Regions from separate parts of the Mus musculus genome. Here all the other regions are linked to region 3. The links are chromatin contacts, called in public Hi-C, HiChIP or PLAC-seq and Micro-C maps. All regions are on one chromosome and are shown on one strand. The core of a region is the stretch at or near the end of the contact, and the rest is flanking DNA. Distances in the headings are between cores, read along the strand shown.

Region 1 (3,916 bases), core at 1,347-3,846, 73 kb before region 3:
GCTGAAAGCAGATGCTCTCCTGCCTCTTGTGGTGATCCCTTCGGTAAAGAATGTGCCTTTATGGCTAACTGCCCTTCCAAAGGCCCCACTCCAAATTCTACAGGTTAAAAGGGCAACACAGAAATTGGAGAAACACAAGCTTCAGTTTGTATCTAGTTGACTGAAGACAGGAACTAAGTTAACAGGTGTGGAAAACACTTGCTGACCAGAGCCAGTAAGAAAATAAACAAAAACAGTCCATTTCTGCTACCTGTCATCCACTGGGACACTGGTGTGCACGGCAAACACCTTTCTCTACTCCAAAAGCTACAACGGTTAGTGGGCAGGGCTTCATAGAATTACTTTAAATTCTGCTGTCCAGATTTTAAAAGATCCAAGAAAATCATTGCTATCTAAAAATATCAAACTTTTTTCTTTTTTAATGGATTGGAATTTCATCAACTTGGGAACAGGACACTCCCTGTACCGATGAAGAATGCAGAAAGCTGATTGGTAACTGCTGTACAATAAAAGGTATGATAAAATGAGTTAATAAAAATAAGGAAATTCAATAACTAATACTATTCATCTAGCAGACAAAAATCTTTTCAATCATACTGGGATTATTCAGAAACATGAGAAAACAAAGAGGTTTTTCAGCAGTAAACAAGCTGGGAACATTCTATAACTGTCCTCATCTGATCCCAGCCCAGGATCTGTCAGGTTCGTTACCCTAGCAACATCCTATAAACACAATGCCACGCATGTTTTTGTCTCCTTCACTTTCTCTGCCCCCATCCCCATTCGCCACCTGAGATGGGGCCGTTCCTTTCTAACTGCTCAGCCCCTGGCTGCCCTTTAGAACGGCGTTCCAGGCCTTCACATTCACACTGCAAGCAAGCTCTGTATATCCTGTGAGCCATCTTCCTGGACCTAAGAACACATTTTAATCAACTTGGAAACTGCTCCTCAAAAGATGACCTCGGCTACAAACAAAGCTTGTGTGTGCTGGCTGCCTCTGTGTCAGCTTGACACAAGCAAGAGTCATTTGGGAAGAGGAACATCGATTGAGAAAATGCTTCCCCAAGATTGGCCTGTGGGCAAGCCTGTGAGGTATTTTCTTCATTTATGATGGATGTGGGAGTGCCCAGATCATTGTGGGTGGTGCCAGCCCTGGGGTGAGTGGTTCTGGACTTGTAGGACAAAGCAGGCTGGGAAAGACATGGGGAGCAAGCCAGTCAGGAGCACTCCTCCACTGGCCTCTGCCCCTGCCTCCAGGTTGCTGCCTTGAATTCCTCCTGCCCCAACTTCCCTGAATGACAGACTACAAGCCATAGGTTGAGATAAACCCTTTTGTTCCCAAGTTATTTTGGTCATGGTCATTATCACAGCTAATAGAAACCCTAACTCCGACTATGCGTTGCAGCAACTATGGTGGCCTGGAATGCTATATAGACCCCAGCAAGCCACACGCTGCTATGATCCTGACTATGGATGATCCAGCCTCCAGCCCTTGAGTACTAGGGTGAAGAGAGGCAGGGTACTACTGAAGGTGTCACAAGAAATTAGGAAGCACGTAGATCTAGCAGGAAGATACATGCCCACCAGCTAGATACAGCAAGCACAGATGTCTCCAAGTCAGAATTCTCCAACTAGAGGGGGCTGTTCACCAGCATGGGCATCTGGGAAGGGAAGTCAGAGAGAAGAAAGTGGAAGAAACTGGTGGTTGGGGCCAGACCAAACAGATAAATATTAGTTTGGTGTAAAATAACTGTAAGTTTTTGCATTATTAAAATTTACAGTTTAATACTGGAATACATTCTTAATAAATGAGGTTATTTATATACATTGTTGTAATGCGCATTCTTACTTTATGTCCTTTGATAACAACTTATAACTTGCTGCTTATTTTCTATTTATTTTATACTATGGAAAGGATGTTAGGCAAAAAGCAAATTGAGTGATTTTTCTTCTTCAAGTTAAAGATGGGTCCTAAAGCTACAGAGACAACTCTCCAAATTAACAAGGCGTTTGACCCGGAACTGGTAATGGACATGTGGCACAGTGGCAGCCCAGCAACTCTGCAGAAGAGATGGGGCCCAAGCACAGCATGGTGAGAGGCCACTGGAAGTTGACCATGGCCAACCAAGAGCAATCATGAAGGCTGATCCACGAGAAGCTGCCAAGGAGCTCCACACGGTCCAGTCAGTGTTCATTCGGCACTTGAAGCTCATTGGAAAGGTTAAAAGGCTCATTAAGTGGATGATCTCATGAGCTTACCAAAGCCAAAGCCTAAGAAACAAAATGTCACCTTGAACTGCTCTCCTCTTTCACTCTATGTCACAACAACAAACCAACTCTTGGTTGTCCCATGCAATCTATAGACAGGTTGTATATGACAGAAAGGAATGACCAACTCAGTGACCAAGCTTACCATAAAAAGGCCACTGTCACTGTTTGGTGGTCTGCTGTTAATCTGAGTCCTGGAGGAAACCATGACATCTGAGATGTTTGCTCCGCAAATCTGTGAGACGTGCCATAGACGGCAATACCTGCCGCTGGCACCGGCCGACAGAGTCCCCAGTTCTTTTCCATGATGATGCCTAACAGTACTTCACACAACCAATGCTTCAAAAGTTGAAGGTGTTGGGTTGCGAAGTTTGTTATCACCCACATTGTTCACCTGCCCCTTTCCAACCATTTCTTCAAACATCTTGGTAACTTATTGCAAGGAAAACACTTGAACAACAGAAATATGCAGAAAATGCTTTCCAAGAGTCCTTCAAATCCCAGAGCATAGAGTTTTATGTTACAGGATAAATAAACTTATTGTTCACTGGCAAAATGTGTTGAATATAATGACTCCCTTTTAATTAATAAAAATGTGTCTGAGTCATTTTAAATTGTTATAGCAATTTAAAATGCTAGGCATGATAGGTATTACAGGCCTTTAATTCTAGCACTTCAGAGGTGGAGGCACATAGATCACTGTGCATTTGAGACCAATCTGGTCTATATACCAAGTTCCACAGTAGCCAAATTAATACCATGCATCAAAAAGCGAGGGATGATTTAAAATTTACAAGCCCAAGCTGCAGTTCCTTTAGCACTAACCTCATATATGTAACAACTCCCTGCCTGACACAAATTCTCATCATCTATCCTGAGACCAAGGTTGTAGATGTAAAGGGTATGTCTCTGAATTTGTTCCTCAAGAGGATAAATCCATCCAAGGAAGGCACCGGGATGTGAGCCCTCAACATGCAGAATGCCATAAACAGACCAGCTGCTTTGTCCCTGACTGACCCGAGATAAAGTGAACAAAAGGACAGTGCTCCACTCAGAGGCAAGCCTCCAAGCAACATGTCCCGACTCCAGCCATGGCAAGCCCACAGTTTACTTCCAAGCTAATAGAGTGTTGGAGGAGTCAGGAAAACAAGCCTGGGTCAGGTGTGGAAGCAGAGAGGAACACATTGAACCTGCCCTTCCCTGCTTGTCCAGTCATGTGATGCTTTGAAGAGGGTCCCACTGGGAGTGTACGACTTGCTCCTTCTGTATGAATTAGGACAAGGGAGGGTGGAAGAAGTTGGACTCAGACAACCTGGGCCCAAGTCCTGGCCCAGAGGAGCCTCTGAAACAACAAGAACAGACGGTCAGCATTATCTTTATGGTAATGGACTGAGCTGGAGACTCCTGTGACATGTGCTCCATTTAACAAAGGAATACTTGGCTAACTCAGAGATATTTACAGATGGGCATTTTTCAGAGGTCAACGTGTGTGTGTGTGTGTGTGTGTGTGTGTGTGTGTGTGTGTGTGTGTGTGTGTTGTGCTGCCAGCCAGGAGGATCTAAATGAAATGATACTCCAGTAGTGACAAGTCAAACCATACCCAGATTTTAGTTTCTAGAATCACTGTCCCAGCAAAGCAACAAGAGCA
Region 2 (3,897 bases), core at 684-3,183, 120 kb before region 3:
GGTGGACAATGAGCATGTGGCTTCGCATAAGATGACGGTATTCCTGTCTTAGCCAACCTCCCCATTCTACAGGTCCTGGCCTTTATGCCCTTGGCCACCTCTGTGAATCAGTTGGGGGCAGTTCCACATACAGGATGAGCCAGCTTCAAAGTAACCCTGCTGGGAGTTATCGGGGAACACAAATATAGTGTCTCGCATCTCTCTTTGCAATGTTTACACACCAGATATAGTAAGCTTAAGGCTCTTGTTATTCTCAAATATAATCACTTTTTTTTGAGTTTTCTAAAAAGATAAGGAAGAAGGAATATGTTTGGTGGAGACTTGGTATGGCATGGGGGAAGGAGGTGCCTCTGCGGGCCCATGCTGAGCCATCCCTTCCATCCCTCAACCACTGCCAGGTACCAGCCACATGATGGTATAGTATAGAGTTTATTCATGGCACGGGGAGGGAATTAAGAGAAAGAGATAGACAGAGAGAGATACAGACACACAGAAAAAGAGAGAGTAGAGAGAGTAGAGGCCAGCCATGAGTACACTGAGAGGCAGGGGAGTGGAATGGGGAGGGGGAGAGGAAAAGGGAGCAGGAGCAAGAGGAGAAGAGAAGAGAGAGAGGTGAGGACAAGCGGCCCCTTTTACAGCGAGTCGGGCACACCTGGCTATTGCCAGGTAACTGTGGGGCGGGGCTTAGACTACATGCCAACAACTTTAGATATCATAACTGTGTGACCGACGTCCGCTCATCTCCTCCTCCTAGCAATTCTACGAAAGATGTGTCATTCTTCCCATATTGAAAATAGGGACGTAGTCACAACAGGCAAAACCGCAAGGTCCCAAGGCTGAAGACTGGCGGAGCAAAGTGCATTACGTAGTCTCTGGGCTCCCACACCCTGTGTTCTGCTGCAAACACAGGGCTTCAGTCACCCTCACCTTCTAGTAGAGGAAGGGAGGAGACTACTAACGAATGTCACCTGGCATCTACTTCTCCTCAGAGGGTAGGTGGCCATGGGACGAGTGATCTGCAGACATCTAAAGAAGGTCCCTATGGAAACAAAGAACTAATTTCCAGAGTACAAGCTTATATGGGTGACTATGCGAGATAAAGGGCCAGGGAGACGGCTCGGCTAGTGAAGGATCCACTGTGCAAGCAGGAGGACCGGAGCTCCGTCCCTAGAATCCACTTAAAACAAAGCACAGGCATGCATTTATAATCCTATGACTGAGGAGGAGACAAGCAGATCCTGGGGCCAGCCAGGCTCACACATACACGGTAATTTCCAGGCCAGTGAGAGACATGTCTACAAAGCCAAGGATGACAGCAGAGGCTGACTTCAGGTTTCCACACATGTGCTCAAACATGTGCAGGCAGGCAGTCAGGGCGCGCGCGCGCGCGCGCATACACACACACACACACACACACACACAGGAGGGTACTGCTTCACCCAGAACCTCATAATAAATAGAAGGTCTAGCTGTCAGAAAGACAACAGTCTGCCTCACAGGTACCGGGTCTTCACACTGAACGCACGCGGGAGTGGTAGGCTGAGCCAGAGCCGCAAAAGTTCCCAGTAAAAAGAGATGGCTGCAAAGACTTGCTCTGGTTGGTGGACCTTGCAGGCTGGGAGAGGGAAAACTCTCTATAGGTTCAGGCTCAGCAGACAGCTACTTAAAAAAGAAAAAGCAAACAAGAAGACTGCCCCATCCCACACATGCCTGGGTGGCCCACACTACAGACCAAGGCCACAAAGTTTACCACCAAAACCAGGGACTTGAGCCACAGTCTGACCGGTGCCTGTTCCCGGTGACAGTCCCAAGGGTCCATGGGGAAAGACAACAAAAGAATATTCCATTTAATGAGGATAATCTGTCACTGCTGCATCAATCTGATTGATGTAATGGGACCGCTTCAACAGAGGAAATTACAGGTCATTAGGAGCCATTTCAAACGAAGTTAGGGGGTTAAATGGTTTTCCTCAGCTTTCTGAAGAATTCACTCAGAATCGGAGGGTAAGTGGAGACCTGAATGCTGAAAACAGCTAGAACCACCCTTTGTTATTAAACTCAGCCGTTCAATCACCCCCCCTCCCCGATCCCCACCCCTGCCCCCACCCCTTCTCCCCCTCCCCACCTCCAACCCTGCTCCCATCCCTGCTCTCCACCCCCAACCCTGTGTGGCAAGGCACTCAGCTTTGATCCACCATGCCAACCACCCCCATATATTGTTTATTTATTTTCTGCACTGGTCCAAACAAATACCTCAATTCCAGGTTGTTTATGAAACAGTTTGGTGATCTGATTCCAATTAGATAGTGAAGCACTACAATAAAAAGGAAACTATAAATCATGTTAACCGTCTGTTTGGGGGCTGACAAAGGCGGCCAATGGAAAGGTTATGTTGATGTTCTGCATTTAATCTGTGCTATTGTGGAAGTAAAACCCAATTAGAGATGGTATTTCACTGCAGGCTCTCGAAGCTTCCCCTTTGTTCTTTAATTGGAATTGTACCTATTGTGTTTCCAAACTAGAGGGCGGGGTCGTCATCTCCTCCTCTGGTGTGGGGCAAGGGGCACCCTCTTGATAAATCTAACATCACCAATGTACCAAGGCCCACTAATTACAAACTGCCTCTCCCCCAGAACCATTTTTTTTTCCTCCAGAGTTTAGGAGCTGGGCTGTCTCCAGATAATCAAGTCATAGTGGACACAATTGTAACCTGCTTTGCTCTCTCCCAGGAAGGAGGAATAATAAGGTGGGAACTCAAAAGGTGTTTTCAAACAGCAACACCATAGGGGAAAGGTTAATCCAAACACTTCCTCTGGTGTTAGCCTTCCAGCCACCCCATGTGAGCGTAAAGTTCATCAGGTTGCCCTCCTTGTGGATGTCAAAGTCCTGTATTAGTGACTCCCTCAAGGCCCCAAACCCTAAGAGCCTGGAGCTGGGCATGGGATACACAGGAGGGGTAAGAATGCCACAAACTTCACCTTTCTAAATCATTACCTGGCTATGGAGGACAGCCCTGTGTGCTGACACTGGCAGTGGGGGCAACTTCCCTCCTCTATCTTGCTTCCTGTGGACCTATGCCTTCTAGCCACTGGGAAGGGTTCGGAGGTTCCTCATTCGCGCCTTCATGCTTCAGAGCACACGGCCTCTACGCCCTGGGCTCTGCTTGTCCTTCTGGAGATTTACTATCCATCCTTGAAGAACGCCATTGCCTGCCTGTTGGTGTTACTCTGCTCTCTCCTCTGGTTGAGTGCTCCTCCAACCTCTGCCCCCCCCCACCCTGTCTCCAATGCCCCTGGTCCTCCTCACCTTGCTATAGCTACTGCACCACACCACCAAGTGCCAATGGTTCATGGGGTAGCGTGTGTTCACAGGCCTGTTCTTGCTACAGAACTACCTCCAAACACTTTATATTCCTATGTCCTGTTCAGCTTATATATGCTCAGCCCACGGAGTGGCACTATTAGACAGTGTGACCCTGTTAGAGTAGGTGTGTCACTGTGGGTGTGGGCCATAAGACCCTCTCCTAGCTGCCTGGAAGTCACTCTCCTCATAGCAACCTTCAAATGAAGATGTAGAACTCTCAGCTCCGCCTGCACCATGCCTGCCTGGATGCTGCCATACTCCTACCTTGATAATAATGGACTGAACCTCTGAACTGCAAGCCAGCCCCAATTAAACACTGTCCTTATTAAGAGTTGCCTTGGCCATGGTGTCTGTTCACAGCCGTAAAACCCTGACTAAGACAGAAGTGTAGTGAAAGAACGGAAGCAGCGATCGAGCAAAGGGATGAAGAATCAGTGAATGAATTCACAGCCCTTGTCTTGTCTCGAATCACAGAGCTGGCAATGGTGGCATCTCCGACGTGGTAGACAGTCCCTGGTTTCACAGAAGCAGCTC
Region 3 (3,820 bases), core at 680-3,179:
ACAGAAGAACGTTTGAACGCAGCAGACTAGTGGGTACCCTGATTCCAGGTCCCGGGAGGGCAGGGCATGATAGACCTCCACCATCATTCTGAAGGGGCAGATTAGGTAGGAAGCTGGTCCACCCCTCTTCTGGAATTTTCTCACCCCGGGAATACTGCCATCACGCCCCTCCCCGGCTCAACAAGGAAGGTTCCACTGGCTGCCTTAGCGGGATTTGCCGGGGATCCCGCGCAGCCCCAGCGTCCCAAAGCAGAAGCAAGCACTCCTGACCCGCTGGCTGCCCCGCCTCCCCAGGCACCCGAGGCTGCAGTGTCTCCTGGCCAGCAGCGGGCAAAAGGGCACTGAGCTGAACAGCGAGGCTGGGTGCTTGGCACCCTTAGCGCTCTGAACGAAAGGCAGACGAGTGCCACAGTCTGCCCCGCGGGTGCGCAGAGACGTTTTTCCCTTAAAAGTTTTCCATTCCAAGTTTGCTCTCTTCCGACCCCAGCGGTATTTGACCACACTCCACCTGCCGGAGCGTCTCAGGGAGCTCCGACTTCCAAAGGGGAGTAACGCCCTGGGATGGAAGCCTACGACCCCTCAATTTTCCACCAGGCTGGGTTATTAGTTTTTGTTTTGTTTTGTTTCTCACCCCCTTTAAACACGGCAAAATAAAATCAACCGCTCAAAGACGCGCCAGCACTGCTTCCCAATCCCAGAGATTCTTGAACCTCTTCACCCCCTAGCGAAACTTCTTCCACCCACACTCAAGGCACCCACCCGCAATTCTGGAGTGGCTGCCGCAAGGGACCCCCCAATGAAAGACTCTGGATGAGAAAGCCAGCAGCGGTCTCGACTTACCCAGGAGTGGCAGCACGAAGTACAGAGTGGCTAGGAACATGGTGCCGCCGCGCAGCTGGTCCCCGCCCCCCCAAAATCCAAAGCCGCCACCGGATCTCGCGGAGAGAGCTCAGCGTGCAGAGATCCCCGGGCGACTGCGCTCCTCTGGCCACTCAAAGTTAAGCTCCATCCAGGGTGAGAGCAGACTCCCCGTTGCTCTGCCGCCCACCGCCGCCAGGGACTCAGCTCCGAGCGGGCGCGAGGGCGGGAGGCGGACCCGCTTTTAGGGGTTCAGTTCCGACCCAACCTGGAAGGAAGAGCGCGCTTTGAAATGAGAGCCCAGAGTGCTGAAGCCTCCAGCTCCCGCCCCTCTCCCCTCCCCCGCTCCCGCCTCGGGGGACTTCTCAACGCTACCCCCACTCGGGTCCGAGAGCAGGAGGTGCGAATTCATCTATTACGGGCACGAGGAAGCTCCGGAACCCGGGTTCTGGAGCTGGTAAGGTCCGCTAGGGCTCCCAACGTTCAAAGCTGGAGGATATCGCGCACAACCCAAGAGGCTGAACGCAAGCAAATAAATAACCATTACTTTCAGAGCAAGCGCCGGAAGCTAGCTGGCGCTGCCCGGAGTCGGAGCCTCGGTGGCGAAGGCTTCTTAGCCAACCCCGCTGGACCAAGACCCTGCTCCGGCTCCGGGAAGTTGGCCGCCCTCCCTGGCTCTCGCCCGACCACTCACTTGCTGGCTCGATCACTAGCGTTCTAGCTCTTCTGTCCCCGGCCACCGATCGCTACCCCAGTCACCGTCATCCCCTCCCCTGGACGAGCCTCTCTTCCCAGGCAGTCCGGCAAGAGGAAACTGACATCCCGCATCCCGCCTGGTACTGAAACCTGGCTTCTCCGCCCCTACTCCTACCTGCCGCTCATCCTGGGCTCCTTCCTAGACTTCAGTGCTTCACACGCACTTGCCTAGCGCCCGAACTCCTGTGCATCCACACCACTGCCCCGTGAGAGCGAGCTAGTCCACAGCATCTGCACACCCCAGCAGGTGCAGCCCCGCACCACTAGCGCCCCCCTGGCCCCAAAGTTGGAGGACGCCAGCAAAATGGAAAGGGATGGCTGGAGGGGAGGTGGCGATGGGTTCTCAAGTGGAATGAGAAAACTCTAAATGCCACGAACCTGAACCCAATTGACCGGTGTCCAGCTGCAGCGAGTAGCCAGTGTTTGTTTATTTATTCTTTGGGGTGTCCCCGCCTCCTCTTTCTCTTTCCGGCCTCACTTTCTCTGTGCTAGGTAAAAAAACGATGCCACAATCTGCTACAGCTCGGAGGACAGAGTTGGCCAGGACGATTTCCGAGCAGACCTCCCCGCCCCGGCTCGATGCCCGGTAGGGATGTCAGCGGTTATTGGAAGCGGTGGGAGGATAGCATGCCCAGATTGGTTTTGGCTAAAGGCCCCTCAGGCTGCTTCTGCTCCTGCCTCCGGGCAGCGCAGGGCCGGCTCTTCTGTGAAGCGCAGTTCCTCCGTCCGCCACAGCAGACTTACAGGCTGGCTGGCGGTGGGACCCAAGGCCAACAGGCAAGCAGGCTCAGGACCCGCAGCGCTACGCCGCCGCCGTCGCGGAGACTGCGCACCCCCACCCCCTTCAGTGCACAAGGGCTCTTTCTTTAGTGCAACACAGCAACCCATCCAGACCCTTTTGAACACAAAGTTGTTTTTTTTTCTCCACGTCATTCGCGGCTGTGACTCAAGACTTGGCAAGATTCAGACTCACTCAGACCTAAGCCCTGAGCGGCGATCCGGGATGCACCCACCCATTGATAAAATGCTTGTGCGAGCTCATGCACCTCTCTCCTCCTGGTATGACAGCGAGACAAAGCAAAGTCCACCCCAGCCCACTGCACTGAAGTCTGATCAGACCCAGCTTTAGGTAATTTTATAAGATGATTTCCATCTTTACTGTTTCAAGAGTAAATTTTTTTTCAAAAACATTTTATAAACAGAACACATCCACAGCCCTTCACCCCAACTTCAAGGATCGCTCCAGCGATGCTGCTGAACCCCGCTCTCCGTGACACCCGCTGTCCTTTAGGGGTCCAGAGATCTGTCTAGAGTATGTCCGTAGTAGTGTTTGACCGACCAGCTCGCTGCTTGGGGCTTGTGTCAGAGATCTTTTCTATGTCCAAGTTCATCATCTCTCAGGAAAACAGAGTTTGAATCGAATCTATGAGCCCAGCTGTCAAATCTGCAAACCCATCACCACAGACAATGGGCCGCCAAGGAGAACAAAAAAAGAGACGCTCTTTTTTTGATCCAGAGTGTTAATTGAAAAGGGCAAAGGCTTTAGTTTAAGGCGTAAGGGCCGGGAGAAGAGGAGGAGGGATGGGTAGCCCTCCATTCAAGTACACATCAGCCAGGCGTGCCCTTCAGCTGTGGCGGCTGTAGCATTGTTTGGAGTCCTCAAAGAGTCTGTGCCTCTGTGAGCAACCTGAACCCAGGGGACATCCCGCCAGTGCTAGCTCCTCCTTTGCCTTGCACGTGTTCCTCAGGGGCAGGTATGAAGTGTCTGAAGCCTTCGCCAGGAACCCCTCCCCCGGTGTCACATTCAATCACACCAGACTTACACAGATTTCCAGTTCAGTGTATCAGTTTACACTCCGTCGTTGAGTAAACAAAGAAAGCATATGTCACATTTTTTTTGCGACAGATGGTTCGATCCAAGGGCTACTTAAGTTCTTTCTCTAGCGATAGTCAGAAGTCTACAGGGTGGAACTACTGTGGGAGATGGAATTGAGTCTTCCAATCAGTGTCTCTGCGTACAGAAGCAGATTTCCATATTTTCACACCAAGGCAAAAATCTCCAGGAAGTGGATGTTAATGAGAAGACTTAGCTGAAGACTCCCATTGATGCTGAAAACATAAAACCCCCCTCCGTTGTCCTATTTCATAAGTGAGTGGGAATATTTTTCTCTGTCAATTCAGTGCTTTTCTTTGGGGACCACTTTGG
Region 4 (3,723 bases), core at 74-2,573, 120 kb after region 3:
ATGTTTAAGTACAGTATATTTACATCGTTGTGTAGCTATAATTGGTAAATAGTAATTTAGTAAGTGAATTACCAAACTGGATGGCAATTCTGTATTTTTTTTAATGAAGGTCCTGCTGATTTCCATAGCAACAGCATTATTTTACATTCCTACCAGCATTTCCCATTTTCACCAACACTTGCTATCTTCTGTTTTTGCAAACAGCCATCACAATTGTTGTGCTCAGTAGGTTTTGACAAATACAAACATTTGACCATAATGTCCTTGAACATCGGTCACCATAGGAAAGTTTCCCAGTGCCCTCATTTGCCCTTCTGCCTGTCCAGTCAGTTTCTGATCCTGCAGCACCAAGGCTTAGGTCTCTTTAACTGCTTGTTTTGTTCCATATCATATTTGTACCACATCACAATGTCTTTTTCCTTTTAAGATTATTTTTAATTACATGTGTGAGTGCAGGTGCCCTTGAAGGCTGGAGGCACCAGATCTTCTCCTTGGATCTGGAGGTGCAGAGGGTTGTGAGATGCTCAGTGTGGTGCTGGGAATTGAACTCAGGTCCTCTGTGAGAGCAGTACACGCTCTTAGCTAGTGCACCATCCCTCTAGTCCCCTCCATAGTATTTGGACTACAGGAGAGTTAATCTTGATCTTAGGCAATGGGACTCTACCAATTTAACCTTTGTCAGGACTGCCTTGCTTTTCTGGTTCTTTGCAATTCCTTTTAAAATTTAAAGTCACTCATCTTAACATCTGAAAGGGGATTTCACTGAGTCCATATGCTAAGTTGGAGACCCGCTGATTCTGAAATATGGCTTTCTCTCTTCTTAGCTGCATTAGGACTAAGTAGCTTTTCAGGCTTTTCTTTTCAGACTTTTCTTGTGTATTTTTGTAAGATACAAGGAAGATATTTTTAAAAGTATTTTATGTGCTTTATAGCTTTTAACTTAGTATCTCTTTAAACTTCATTATGTAATTATTCACTGCAAGTGTAAATGTAATTTGTAACATTGTTGTGTATCTTGCTGAGTTTGCATCTTAGTTCTACTGAGTTCTAAGAGTCTATAGGATTTTACAAACTAGCATCTGTTAATATTTTTCAACTTAGACGCCTTTTTTTTTCTTTTTGTCTTATTGCACACTGTGTGATACAAATAACGAGTGAATGTGAGCTCAGATATCCTTGCCCTGATTCTGTCCTATGGGAAAAGAATTTAATGTTTGGTTATTAAGTGTAATGTTGGCTGTAGCTTGCTCTGCAGTGCCCTTTATCAGACTGAGGAAGCTCCAGGGTCTTTCCTGTGTGCTCTATATTAGCATTCTACTGATGTGTATCCGGCCTCTGACTGGTGGCCAGCAAGAGTCTAGGTTCTCCCAAGCAGTAACCAGGACCTGCCCTACCTAACTTCCAAGACCAGGATATTCGGGGTTAAATGAGAGTAGTAGATCAGACACTCATCTACACAATAAAGCAAAAACAGAACAAAAGAAAAGCCCAGTGTCAAAGCCCTCAGACTCTACAGTGATTCTAATCTCGAGTGAAGCCCTTTGTGGCTTCGGTACCACCGAGTTTGCTGGGGTAGACATTTTTTCATTTGACCAATCCAGAGCAGAGCCACTTGTCTTTCTTTCCTGGACAGACTTTTAAGATGGGACATGACAGTCGAAGTCTGTGGAGTGCTGGGGTCACTGACAGTGACCAGTGCGATGACTTTGGCTGAGTGACTGATGGAGATAATCGGGTGAGTAGCTCAAATAATCTCTGATTTCACAAACTGCCCATTATTAACCAAAACAAGCTGTTTGTTCTCTCAGGCTCAGCTCAGAAGCTGCCTTGTCCAGCAATCTGTCAGCTGTGAGTAACTACAAGTATGACTGTTGTATAAACGTCTGTGCCGGTGGCTCAGGGCCAGAGACAGTGGTTTTACTTTCCACACCTTTGGATTGCGTTCTTGTGAGCCATTGTGGACATCAGGAGGTATGCATGACACTGGCGGATCTCTGTCAGCTTATCATTTTATTTTATTTTATTTTATTTTATTCCCTGTAACTCTTGATTAGCAGGACGGTCTGAACATTGTCCTTGCTTGATCCTTGCTGTCTCAGACTGATGGCTGACTCCTTGTGAGTAAAGCTGAATTCCCTTTGACTCCTGTTCACCCAACCATAGCCCCACTGCTCACCATGCTCAGCTGCTCTCACTAAACCTGTCACTACTGCTTCTCTCTGTGCACAAGCCAAAAACACACACTCTTCCATTAGGACAGAAAGCAGCTTAGAATGTACATGCATCGTAGATGTCATGTATGCCTAATGATTTATTTAATAGGATAAGTTCCAAAGCTGCCCCGTGTCTGGTTTGCTCCTGATGTGCTCTGAACCATCCTTAGCCATCTTGGATCTTGTACTGGCCAGTACTCTGACCCTGAGAGAAAGAATCTACTGTTGACTGATGCCCACGGGCTAGCACACTGCTGGTTGGTCATGGAGAACTACCTCCATTTCCCTCTGCCCTGAGGCCACATATAAGGAAGACATTCTTAAAGCCAGACAGAAAGGATCTTCATATCCAGCCCTGTATGTTATGTTGCTAAATCCTCATCATAAGAGCAGGTGAAGCTTTAGAAGACCATAGCTGGAGTCAGATTCACTTTCCTTGCTTCTGGTGCGCACATTTCCTGTGTTCTGCTGTGGGTGAGGATGCACTCGCTGTGGGTGAGGATGCACTCGCTGTGGGTGAGGATGCACTCACTGTGGGTGAGGATTGACTCTCTGAGGGTGAGGATGCACTCACTGTGGGTGAGGATTGACTCTCTGAGGGTGAGGATGCACTCACTGTGGGTGAGGATGCACTCCCTGTGGGTGAGGATGCACTCACTGTGGGTGAGGATGCACTCGCTGTGGGTGAGGATGCACTCACTGTGGGTGAGGATGCACTCGCTGTGGGTGAGGATGCACTCGCTGTGGGTGAGGATGCACTCGCTGTGGGTGAGGATGCACTCGCTGTGGGTGAGGATTGACTCTCTGAGGGTGAGGATGCACTCACTGTGGGTGAGGATGCACTCACTGTGGGTGAGGATGCACTCGCTGAGGGTGAGGATGTACTCGCTGTGGGTGAGGATGCACTCACTGTGGGTGAGGATGCACTCACTGTGGGTGAGGATGCACTCGCTGTGGGTGAGGATGCACTCGCTGTGGGTGAGGATTGACTCTCTGAGGGTGAGGGTGCACTCACTGTGGGTGAGGATGCACTCACTGAGGGTGAGGATGCACTCGCTGAGGGTGAGGATGCACTCACTGTGGGTGAGGATGCACTCACTGAGGGTGAGGATACACTGAGAATTCACTAGCTGTATCCTTGAACTGCAGGTGAAGCTTTAGAAGACCATAGCTGGAGTCAGATTCACTTTCCTTGCTTCTGGTGCGCACATTTCCTGTGTTCTGCTAACTGGGCAATAGGTTTCTGCTGCTATAATAGTGAATGACAGTATCATGTGTATGCATGTTTTATACACATATTCATATACATATACATGTTTCATGTATATGTTTGTGTATACGGCTTCTTTGTGATTCCACTGCATGTTATGTTGGGAAAGTTTTATTGGTGCTGCACCTTGGCTTTTAAGTGGTCCCAGAGATCTGGATGGGAACTCTTGGCTATCAGGGAGGCATTATTGAGCAGATATAGGACCTTAGGGAAGTGAAGCCCAGTGGGAAATCTTTGGGT
Region 5 (3,734 bases), core at 953-3,452, 96 kb before region 3:
TCAGTCTAATGAATAACTGCATAATGCCCCAAGGTGTATGGTGTACATGGGGTGTCCTGGATATCGGGAGGTGGGGCAGTTCTACTCGGCATTGACCTGAGTCATCCGTGATGTTGTATGTGTTTCTAGCCTGATAGATTAAAACAAGAGAAACGTTCTTGATAGCAAGACAGCAAACAGAAATACTACCCTGCTTCTCCTGCAGAGTTAGGGCTCCCGCTCCCAGTTTGGAGGCTATCAGCGTGATAGGTCATCCTTTCCTTGTCACTGTCTGTCCCTTGAGGCCCTGTGAGCACTGCTGTACTTTGTGCCATCTGGAGTGCTGAGGCTTCCATGGTCTGTGTTTTCATTCCTGCACAGGGAACAGTGGTCCTGGAGTGGGAACTGCTCTGAGCAGAGGGAAGTGGAATATATCCCAGGCAAGAAGACAATGCACAGCCCACATCTAAGCAGTCTCAAAGTACCTCACGGTCCCAGTCTCCAGATATGGCTTAACGCATCAAGCCTATGTCCAGTGAGAACCTAAGAACTTCACAGATATTAAAACTCCCCATGCAAACTCCACACAGATGAAATACCAGAAACAAAACTGGGCAAGCCTCCCAGCAGATGCCACCTTGTCCCATCCCTGCCCTCCACCCCCAGAAGAGTCTGAAAGGCTGTGCTCAGAAGGGAGCAGACATCATATATACAGGTGCAAGCTGTGTGCCCACAGAAAGGCAAAATACAAACTCTGGAGTTCTCTAGGTCCCCAGTCCAGAGGCTGCACGGGGCCCCTTGAGATGCTACAAGCAAGATGTCACCCACTAAGCAAAGCAGACCACACAGAGGAAATACCTTGTTTCCTCCACTCAGAGTTTGCAATTCTGACAATACATGCTCTGTCAAATGAATTAGATTCCTTAATAATCATTACTGCAATCCAAGCTTGTCAGAAAATATTTCTTTGCAAACAAATACATGATTAACTCAAGACAACACCTTCTGACTCAAAAGATTTTAAAGTTCCTGGCTGAGGTGAATACTCAGGGAAAAAAAAAATAGTATCAGCTCCGAAGGAAAATTCATGCATAGTTCAATTTACAATATTGTAATAAGACTCTGTGGCATAAATTCCAGCACACTGGACAGAAAAGCTATTTGCGTAGCGTGCGGGAACATAAATAAAAGCCAAATACTAGACTGTCCTCACAAATATGAAACTTTCTTTTGCGAATCTGCACTACTTGACATGTTTTCCAAGAAGGTTGGGTTCTTTGATAAATTCCGTGCCTCGAAGATCTTCATCAATACTGACTCTCAGTCTTAGTATTCCAACACTAAGTGAAGAGTGCTAGTAACAGTGTCACTGACAACAGATGTAATTCAGGGACCGTATCAGCACTCACTCTCGACAACCTCTGTCACCAAATTCGTAACTTTTCTGGTAATAAGACTAGCAACTTTGCCCCCGTTTTCTTGCTTCTACTCCAGCCAGTGGTCATCACAGAACTCTCCTGATACCTCCCTACGCTCCTCTTAGCCACGCTCTGTGGTGTCTGTGACTGAGGTTCCTCGAAAGCACCGCACCTACCGCTGAGTCATTTCCTTTGTTTTGTTACTAAAAACCATGAAATGAAACCATACTGGAACGTAGAGTTTGGGGCGACCCAAACTTCTGTTCTTAGGCGATGGACTCTCTTATTTGAGTAGGGTAAGCTGCTTCTTATTCCCTTTGAGGTGAGGGGTGCGCTCCAGCACTGATGTTTCTGCTTGGTTTTTAACTGTAGGTTTGAACCATAGGAAGACAAGGTTTTGTTTGAACAGAACTGCTACCCTTGCCCCATGGTCATCCCCTCCAACAATGTCCTCTCTAGTCTACGCTTTAGGTGCGCGTGAGTGCGAGCATGTGCGCATGCGCAGTCCCTCTTTTCTAGGACGCTTCTTTGTTCCATTTTCTGACTCGTTTCTATAGAGCAGTAATTTTCGCCTGGAGGGGTCGGTCACGGGTTCCTTCTAAGTCACTGTGTGAAGCTAGTGCTCCTCACTCCTCCATAAAACACCGTGTTTCCCAGTACAGTCGATTTTGATGAAGCCCTTGAGGTGGGCGGTAATAATGAGCTCATTTCTGAGGATCTATGAACAAAGACGTTATCATCCCTATGTCTGTACGAATTTATCCTTGTGCCTGCAAGAATCACTTGCGGTATCACTCTGCTCTTGTGTGGGAGGTGCTGCTCACTCCTGCTTAGTAACAAGGAGCAGGTAGAAAAGAGTTTGTGAGCAGTCATAGGATGAAAAACGAGAGAACCAAGCAAGAGAGCCAGCAAAGGCAGAATGGTGTGCTTTGCTCCAAGGACCTGAGAGGAGGCAACCAGGACAACACCCCCCACCCCCAGATGGTTTTACAGGCAGTCATCACTGGGCTTCTGAAAATTGATATCATTGGGCTGGCAGTGGGAAGAGCCTTGGGCCAGGGATAAGGGGGAAGGCCTAACTCAGCCATCTACATCAGCATAAGTACTTCAGATCTTAGTTTATTTATTGTGAAATGGTCACAGTAGCACCTCAGTAAGCTATTCACCCTTGCTTGCTCCTTCCTTCCTTCCTTCCTTCCTTCCTCCCTCCCTCCCTCCCTCCCTCCCTCCCTCCCTTCCCTCCCTCCCTCCCTCCCTCCCTCCCTCCCTCCCTCCCTCCCTCCCTCCCTCCCTCCTTCCTTCCTCCCTTCCTGGTGTGCCAGATGCTGCCTGTACCCTGAACTGCTTGCTGCCCTACCCTACCTGTCCTTGGGGGTTGGAGGTGAGGTGGCTCAGAGTCCCAACACAGACTCTCAGAGCAGGTGAGAAACATTGCAGCAAGGTCATCTGAATGCTGCTGCAAGTGCCTTTAATACCCTCCACCTGTGTCCCATTGGTCCCAAGAAAGCATCTCTTCTAAACAGCAGTTCCCGATTGGCTGGCACTGCCCGCACCAGCCTTTTTTCGTCTCTCAGAAAGTCCTCGATTAGGTCCTCCTACAGAAGATGCTTCTGCGGCTGTGTGCAAGCCTGGGGTGTTTACATAGAGGTGGCCCCGCTGTTCCTGCTTCACAAAAATTTCCAAAGAAAAGGCTATGTGCAAGTTATACAACATACCAAAACCTGGGCTCATTTTTTTTTTTTTTTTTTTTTTTTTGGAACCATGTTCAGTTTATTTTTTTTTTTTTTTTTTTTTTTTTACAGAGCTTTTGCTATGTTTCCTTATTGGCCAACTTCTGTCTTGATTATATTCTTTTTTTTTTTTTTCCATTTTTTATTAGGTATTTAGCTCATTTACATTTCCAATGCTATACCAAAAGTCCCCCTTACCCACCCACCCCCACTCCCCTACCCACCCACTCCCCCCCTTTGGCCCTGGCGTTCCCCTGTACCGGGGCACACAAAGTCTGCGTGTCCAATGGGCCTCTCTTTCCAGAACAGTTTGGATATAAATGAGTTAAGAAATTACTAATACAATAGCACGTACATTAAAAAAAAATAAGCATATAAAACCTACCTTGCTCAAGAACACACATGTACAAAAACACAAACCCAAGTGGTGGGCAGGGAGGGATGAGCTGAAGAAAAGACTAGGAACAGGCCCCAACCAGACAGACAGACAGGCTGTCCCCTGGAGGGTGAAGCGCACACAGTATCCCGTCAAGCACAGAGCAATGACCAGATGGAGAAGATAATGGCGAAATCAACAACTCTCTTCATTTTTAAGAACCATAAAAGA
Region 6 (3,685 bases), core at 925-3,424, 95 kb after region 3:
GTGCAGGCAAACGTGAGTCAACTGAATCCTCAGCAGTACAGAGCACTCTAAAGACGGAGGCTGCAGTAAGGTTTCCAAGGGGAAGGATGGGATTCCAAGTAGAAAGGTAGTGTTAGCTCCAGACACAGCTGGGCATAGGTAAATATAAAATGCTGTGAGTGTAAGTCACTTTAGAAAACAAGTAACAGAGGCAAATTAGCCCTATATATATATTAGATGTATAATATATGGGAAATGTCTGGTGATGGCAATAGAATAAAAAACTTAGGGGAAAATGAAAAATATATTGCTGCAACATTCTTCTCTCTAAGCACAGCAGTGTCGTATTACTCGATAAAACAGTTCCAAGTGTGTGCTCTAAACGCCACTGTGAGCTATATAAAAGTTTTAAAGTAAGTATAATAAAGCCAGGAGGTGGTAGTGCACACCTTTAATCCCAGCACTCAGGAGGCAGGGGCAGGCAGATCTCTGAGTTCAAGGACAGCCTGGTCTACAAAGTGAGTTCCAGGACAGCCAGGGCTGGTCATACTGAGAAGCCCTGTCTCAAAAATGAAATAAATAAAAAATAAATAAAAAGTAGCTGTAATAAAAAAGTCTGTAGAGGAGATAATAAGTGCCCCCATTATAGATGGGAGGGGAGGGGAGGGAAACCTATAGGATAAACAGAAAACAACTAGAAAAAAACTATATTTTGAATCCTACCATATAAGTAACTATAATATGTGTAAATGTCTGTAACATGCCAGTAAAAAATGAGAGATTTTCATATTAAAGAGTAATACAGGCTGCACATGGTTCCTACCAAAAACCCCATAAAACCTTAAGTATGAAGATGTGAGTTAAAGGTAAAAGGGAGGGATGAAGTATCCTGCACCAGGCAGTGCAGTTCCACCTTCCTACCTCCTCTCCCCTCCTGTCCCCTCCCCTCCTGTCCCCTCCCCTCCTGCCCCCACCCCCCTTCCCCTTCTCCTTTTCCTTACTGAGTTGGGTCTCACTATGGAGCTCTGGCTAGCCTGGCTCATGCAGAACTAACTCCACCTGCTCCTGCCTCTGGAATACCATGGCCTTTGCCCTTCCCCCTGGCTGTTCCTTGGTGTGTCCCTAGTTACTGACACAGTTGACACTATCTCATATTCTTATTAGACAATGGATAGCTGTTACAAATAACCTGCTAAGAGTTGGAGGTTTTCTATCAAGAAGAAGGAAGACCAAAGTGTGGATACTTTATTCCTCCTTAGAATAGGGAACAAAATACCCATGGAAGGAGTTACAGAGACAAAGTTTGGAGCAGAGACGAAAGAATGGACCATCCAGAGACTACCCATCCCATAATCAGCCACCAAACCCAGACACTATTGCATATGCCAGAAAGATTTTTGCTGAAAGGACCCTGATATAGCTGTCTCGTATGAGGCTATGCCAGTGCCTGACAAATACAGAAGTGGATGCTCATAGTCATCTATTGGATGGAACACAGGGCCCCCAATGGCGGAGCTAGAGAAAGTACCCAAGGAGCTGAAGGGGTCTGCAACCCTACAGGTGGAACAATATGGACTAACCAGTACCCCCAGAGCTTGTGTCTCTAGCTGCATATGTAGCAGAAGATGGTCTAGTTGGCCATCATTGGGAAGAGAGGCCCCTTGGTCTTGCAAACTTTATATGCCCCAGTACAGGGGAATGCCAGGGCCAAGAAGTGGGAGTGGGTGGGTAGGGGAGCAGGGTGGGGGGGGTATAGGGATCTTTCAGGATAGCATTTGAAATGTAAATGAAGAAAATATCTAATAAAAAATTGAAAGAAAAGAGTTGAAGGTTTTCTTATGCTTATTTTGTGTCCATTTTTCATGTTTTTTGTTGAATTGTAGTTCTTTCAGATTTAGATATTGCCTGCTTCTTGCATCTGCTGATTGTACTAGATTTTCTTACTGGTGTGCTTGGTGATGTTTACTGCAAGTTTGTTGTTTACTGTGCATCTGTGGAAGCCCCATGGGTCTGAGTGTGGATAGGCTGCCCTCAAAGAGGACTTCCAGTAGCTGTTGTTGGCTCACAGGGAGAAAAGCTGATCTAAGCACCTTTTCCTTGAGGGTTGGGGCTTGGCCAAGGGTGAGGTGACTGTATCTGTCATCTTGTCGCAGCTGAGTTGCTTAGCCTGATGAGAGCATTCTTGCTTGTGGCCTCTGCCCTCAGATTCACACAAACCAGGTAGAGCCAGGCCTCATGTTTCACCCCTTGCTACAGCCTAGGGCTTTGGCTGATGTTTTTCTTTGTGGGATAAAACCATTAGTCATTTCTCAAGATGGAAGAGAGCTTCTTTCCTAATCTCCACATTGAATTCAGACAAAAATAATCTTTATATTCAATAAGTTATTCAAAAATTTAAAGATACAATTGGTAAAAATAAAATCTAATGTTTCATTCCAGACTCATACAGTGTAATTATATATGTATTATATGTTGTCTTTCATTTTAGAGCAAAAACAAATGTCACAAGTAATTTCTTTACTTAAGTTTCGTATTAGGATCCGGGAAGCCAATGACTCACCCATGTGTTTAGCTCCTCAGGAGAACTACTCAAAAGTCTTTAGACAGAATTCTGCCCTCGTCACATTAACCCACCAGGACTTCTTACATTACTGTGACTTATCTGTGATTTATTTTCTGCCTTATTTTTAAAGGAAGTTTCTTTTCAAAATTTTATGTAGTTTATATAGAATCATAGAGTAAATTTTTCTAAATACTTTGGGTTTTTAACTTGAATCCTGATTTTTTTTTGAGAATACAAACCTGACACTCTGTATGTAATAAAATTATTGTAAAAGTTTAGTATCAAACTAATGGAGCGATTTTCCCTTAAGACAGGCTTAAAAGGGAGTTAGATCTGTATAAAGCAGAAGACATGGAAAGTGTCTACAGAGCTCTCCAAGCAGAAGTAGACCTCCTGGAGTTGGTAAGCCCCTGCTGCTCTCTTCCCCTCTCTCCAGCAGTCTCTGCTGCTGCGAAGCCAGGCTTTACCTAGGGCATTGCACCTCTGCAAAACCCCACAAGCAAGGGAGTGAAAGCAAAGTCAGGATGTAAACTGTAAGGTGTTGTAAGGTGTTTTAAACTCCTGGAGGGGCAGCACCATGTCACCAAGGAAAGCAGGATGGCTTCATGCTGAGTTCTAACCCATCCAACCTCCCATCCTTCCACTGAGACAGTTCTGCCCTGGTGTCTAAGGCTTGGTCACCTCAGCTTCTAGCAGGCGTGAACCATGCTGACTACATCTAATCCCGAGCTTTCTACTACAGCCCACCATGATCTTAGAGCTGTAGGTGTTCAGGTTCTGTGAGAGCTCTGCCTGTAACTAAGGTAGAGATGAGAGCAGGGTTTGCTATAGTGTATCTTAATGGTTTAGAGGGTGTTATATACTCTTAAGCATTTGCTTGTTTAAACTGTTAGAATTATGTTTTGTTTCATAATTTCTACAAGAACTTTGGAAAACCTGAGTCAAAAATCCTCAGAATTATTGCTGTACTAAATTTAGGTAAATGTGTTATGGTCTCTTTAAAAAATGAGTGTAGGTTGGCTATGTAGCTGGGTAGTTGTACATTCATCTAGCATGTCCGTGACCCTGGGCTGAGAAACAGCACATCAGAGTGTGCTGTCCCTTAACAGATGCATGCACATCAGAATGTGCTGTCCCTTACAG

Evidence for each region. HiChIP or PLAC-seq counts read pairs in DNA pulled down with a chosen protein or histone mark. A called contact is a pair of places that touch in the nucleus more often than the background predicts.
Region 1: a contact with region 3 is called in an H3K4me3 HiChIP or PLAC-seq map of embryonic hindbrain, with 3 times the contacts expected there. The contact joins the enhancer-like site here to the promoter of Gfra1 in region 3. A contact is called at or near these places in 14 of 39 promoter capture datasets (the 3T3-L1 cell line, the C10 cell line, embryonic stem cells and 7 more), 2 of 15 datasets of contacts at CTCF or cohesin (large pre-B cells and pro-B cells), 27 of 484 Hi-C or Micro-C datasets (DN2 thymocytes, DN3 thymocytes, LSK cells and 15 more), 17 of 115 datasets of contacts at active chromatin or transcription factors (T-cell acute lymphoblastic leukemia, astrocytes, embryonic hindbrain and 10 more) and 1 of 9 other capture datasets (embryonic trunk).
Region 2: a Hi-C map of the N1E-115 cell line shows a contact between it and region 3, with 4 times the contacts expected there. The contact joins the enhancer-like site here to the promoter of Gfra1 in region 3. A contact is called at or near these places in 18 of 39 promoter capture datasets (the 3T3-L1 cell line, the C10 cell line, HPC-7-derived erythroid cells and 11 more), 1 of 15 datasets of contacts at CTCF or cohesin (the NIH/3T3 cell line), 17 of 484 Hi-C or Micro-C datasets (the AML12 cell line, the C10 cell line, the C2C12 cell line and 8 more), 17 of 115 datasets of contacts at active chromatin or transcription factors (T-cell acute lymphoblastic leukemia, a beta-TC-6 cell line, bone marrow-derived macrophages and 12 more) and 2 of 9 other capture datasets (embryonic stem cells and pancreatic islet).
Region 4: a Micro-C map of embryonic stem cells shows a contact between it and region 3, with 3 times the contacts expected there. The contact joins the enhancer-like site here to the promoter of Gfra1 in region 3. A contact is called at or near these places in 3 of 39 promoter capture datasets (hippocampal neurons and liver), 1 of 15 datasets of contacts at CTCF or cohesin (the NIH/3T3 cell line) and 5 of 484 Hi-C or Micro-C datasets (the NIH/3T3 cell line, cerebral cortex, embryonic fibroblasts and 1 more).
Region 5: a contact with region 3 is called in a BATF HiChIP or PLAC-seq map of CD8 T cells, with 6 read pairs. The contact joins the enhancer-like site here to the promoter of Gfra1 in region 3. A contact is called at or near these places in 14 of 39 promoter capture datasets (the 3T3-L1 cell line, the C10 cell line, cranial neural crest and 9 more), 1 of 15 datasets of contacts at CTCF or cohesin (large pre-B cells), 13 of 484 Hi-C or Micro-C datasets (the AML12 cell line, B cells, the N1E-115 cell line and 8 more) and 12 of 115 datasets of contacts at active chromatin or transcription factors (CD8 T cells, astrocytes, craniofacial prominence and 9 more).
Region 6: a CTCF HiChIP or PLAC-seq map of the NIH/3T3 cell line shows a contact between it and region 3, with 16 read pairs. The contact joins the enhancer-like site here to the promoter of Gfra1 in region 3. A contact is called at or near these places in 7 of 39 promoter capture datasets (the 3T3-L1 cell line, cancer-associated fibroblasts, hippocampal neurons and 2 more), 2 of 15 datasets of contacts at CTCF or cohesin (both in the NIH/3T3 cell line), 25 of 484 Hi-C or Micro-C datasets (the AML12 cell line, the C2C12 cell line, the N1E-115 cell line and 13 more), 2 of 115 datasets of contacts at active chromatin or transcription factors (astrocytes and embryonic fibroblasts) and 1 of 9 other capture datasets (macrophages).

Annotation. Positions count from the first base shown.
Region 1 is chr19:58,380,050-58,383,965 of GRCm38.p6, forward strand. All of the region lies in intron 5 of Gfra1 (glial cell line derived neurotrophic factor family receptor alpha 1), which reads right to left. Among named protein-coding and RNA genes, the nearest start is that of Gfra1, 73 kb to the right of the region's middle. Within about 2 kb of position 2,597, at least 8 of the 459 cell types and tissues checked have an H3K27ac peak or open chromatin away from gene starts, as enhancers often do.
Region 2 is chr19:58,333,883-58,337,779 of GRCm38.p6, forward strand. The region is part of intron 5 of Gfra1 (glial cell line derived neurotrophic factor family receptor alpha 1); the gene reads right to left. Among named protein-coding and RNA genes, the nearest start is that of Gm10007, 40 kb to the left of the region's middle. Within about 2 kb of position 1,934, at least 11 of the 459 cell types and tissues checked have an H3K27ac peak or open chromatin away from gene starts, as enhancers often do. A contact at or near this core is called in the N1E-115 cell line, where this site is marked.
Region 3 is chr19:58,453,469-58,457,288 of GRCm38.p6, forward strand. Gfra1 (glial cell line derived neurotrophic factor family receptor alpha 1) reads right to left here and starts at 1,930. Exons shown (of 11, transcript NM_010279.3): 1 at 1,730-1,930; 2 at 841-1,126. The coding sequence starts at 880. Gm41876 (a long non-coding RNA gene) reads left to right here and starts at 2,681. Exons shown (of 3, transcript XR_877966.1): 1 at 2,681-2,743.
Region 4 is chr19:58,571,083-58,574,805 of GRCm38.p6, forward strand. No RefSeq gene overlaps it. Among named protein-coding and RNA genes, the nearest start is that of 1810007D17Rik, 33 kb to the right of the region's middle. Within about 2 kb of position 1,324, at least 7 of the 459 cell types and tissues checked have an H3K27ac peak or open chromatin away from gene starts, as enhancers often do. A contact at or near this core is called in embryonic stem cells, where this site is marked.
Region 5 is chr19:58,356,714-58,360,447 of GRCm38.p6, forward strand. All of the region lies in intron 5 of Gfra1 (glial cell line derived neurotrophic factor family receptor alpha 1), which reads right to left. Among named protein-coding and RNA genes, the nearest start is that of Gm10007, 62 kb to the left of the region's middle. Within about 2 kb of position 2,203, at least 18 of the 459 cell types and tissues checked have an H3K27ac peak or open chromatin away from gene starts, as enhancers often do. A contact at or near this core is called in CD8 T cells, where this site is marked.
Region 6 is chr19:58,548,572-58,552,256 of GRCm38.p6, forward strand. Ccdc172 (coiled-coil domain containing 172) reads left to right here. Exons shown (of 9, transcript NM_029372.3): 8 at 2,857-2,944. Among named protein-coding and RNA genes, the nearest start is that of Ccdc172, 38 kb to the left of the region's middle. Within about 2 kb of position 2,175, at least 13 of the 459 cell types and tissues checked have an H3K27ac peak or open chromatin away from gene starts, as enhancers often do. A contact at or near this core is called in the C2C12 cell line and the NIH/3T3 cell line, where this site is marked.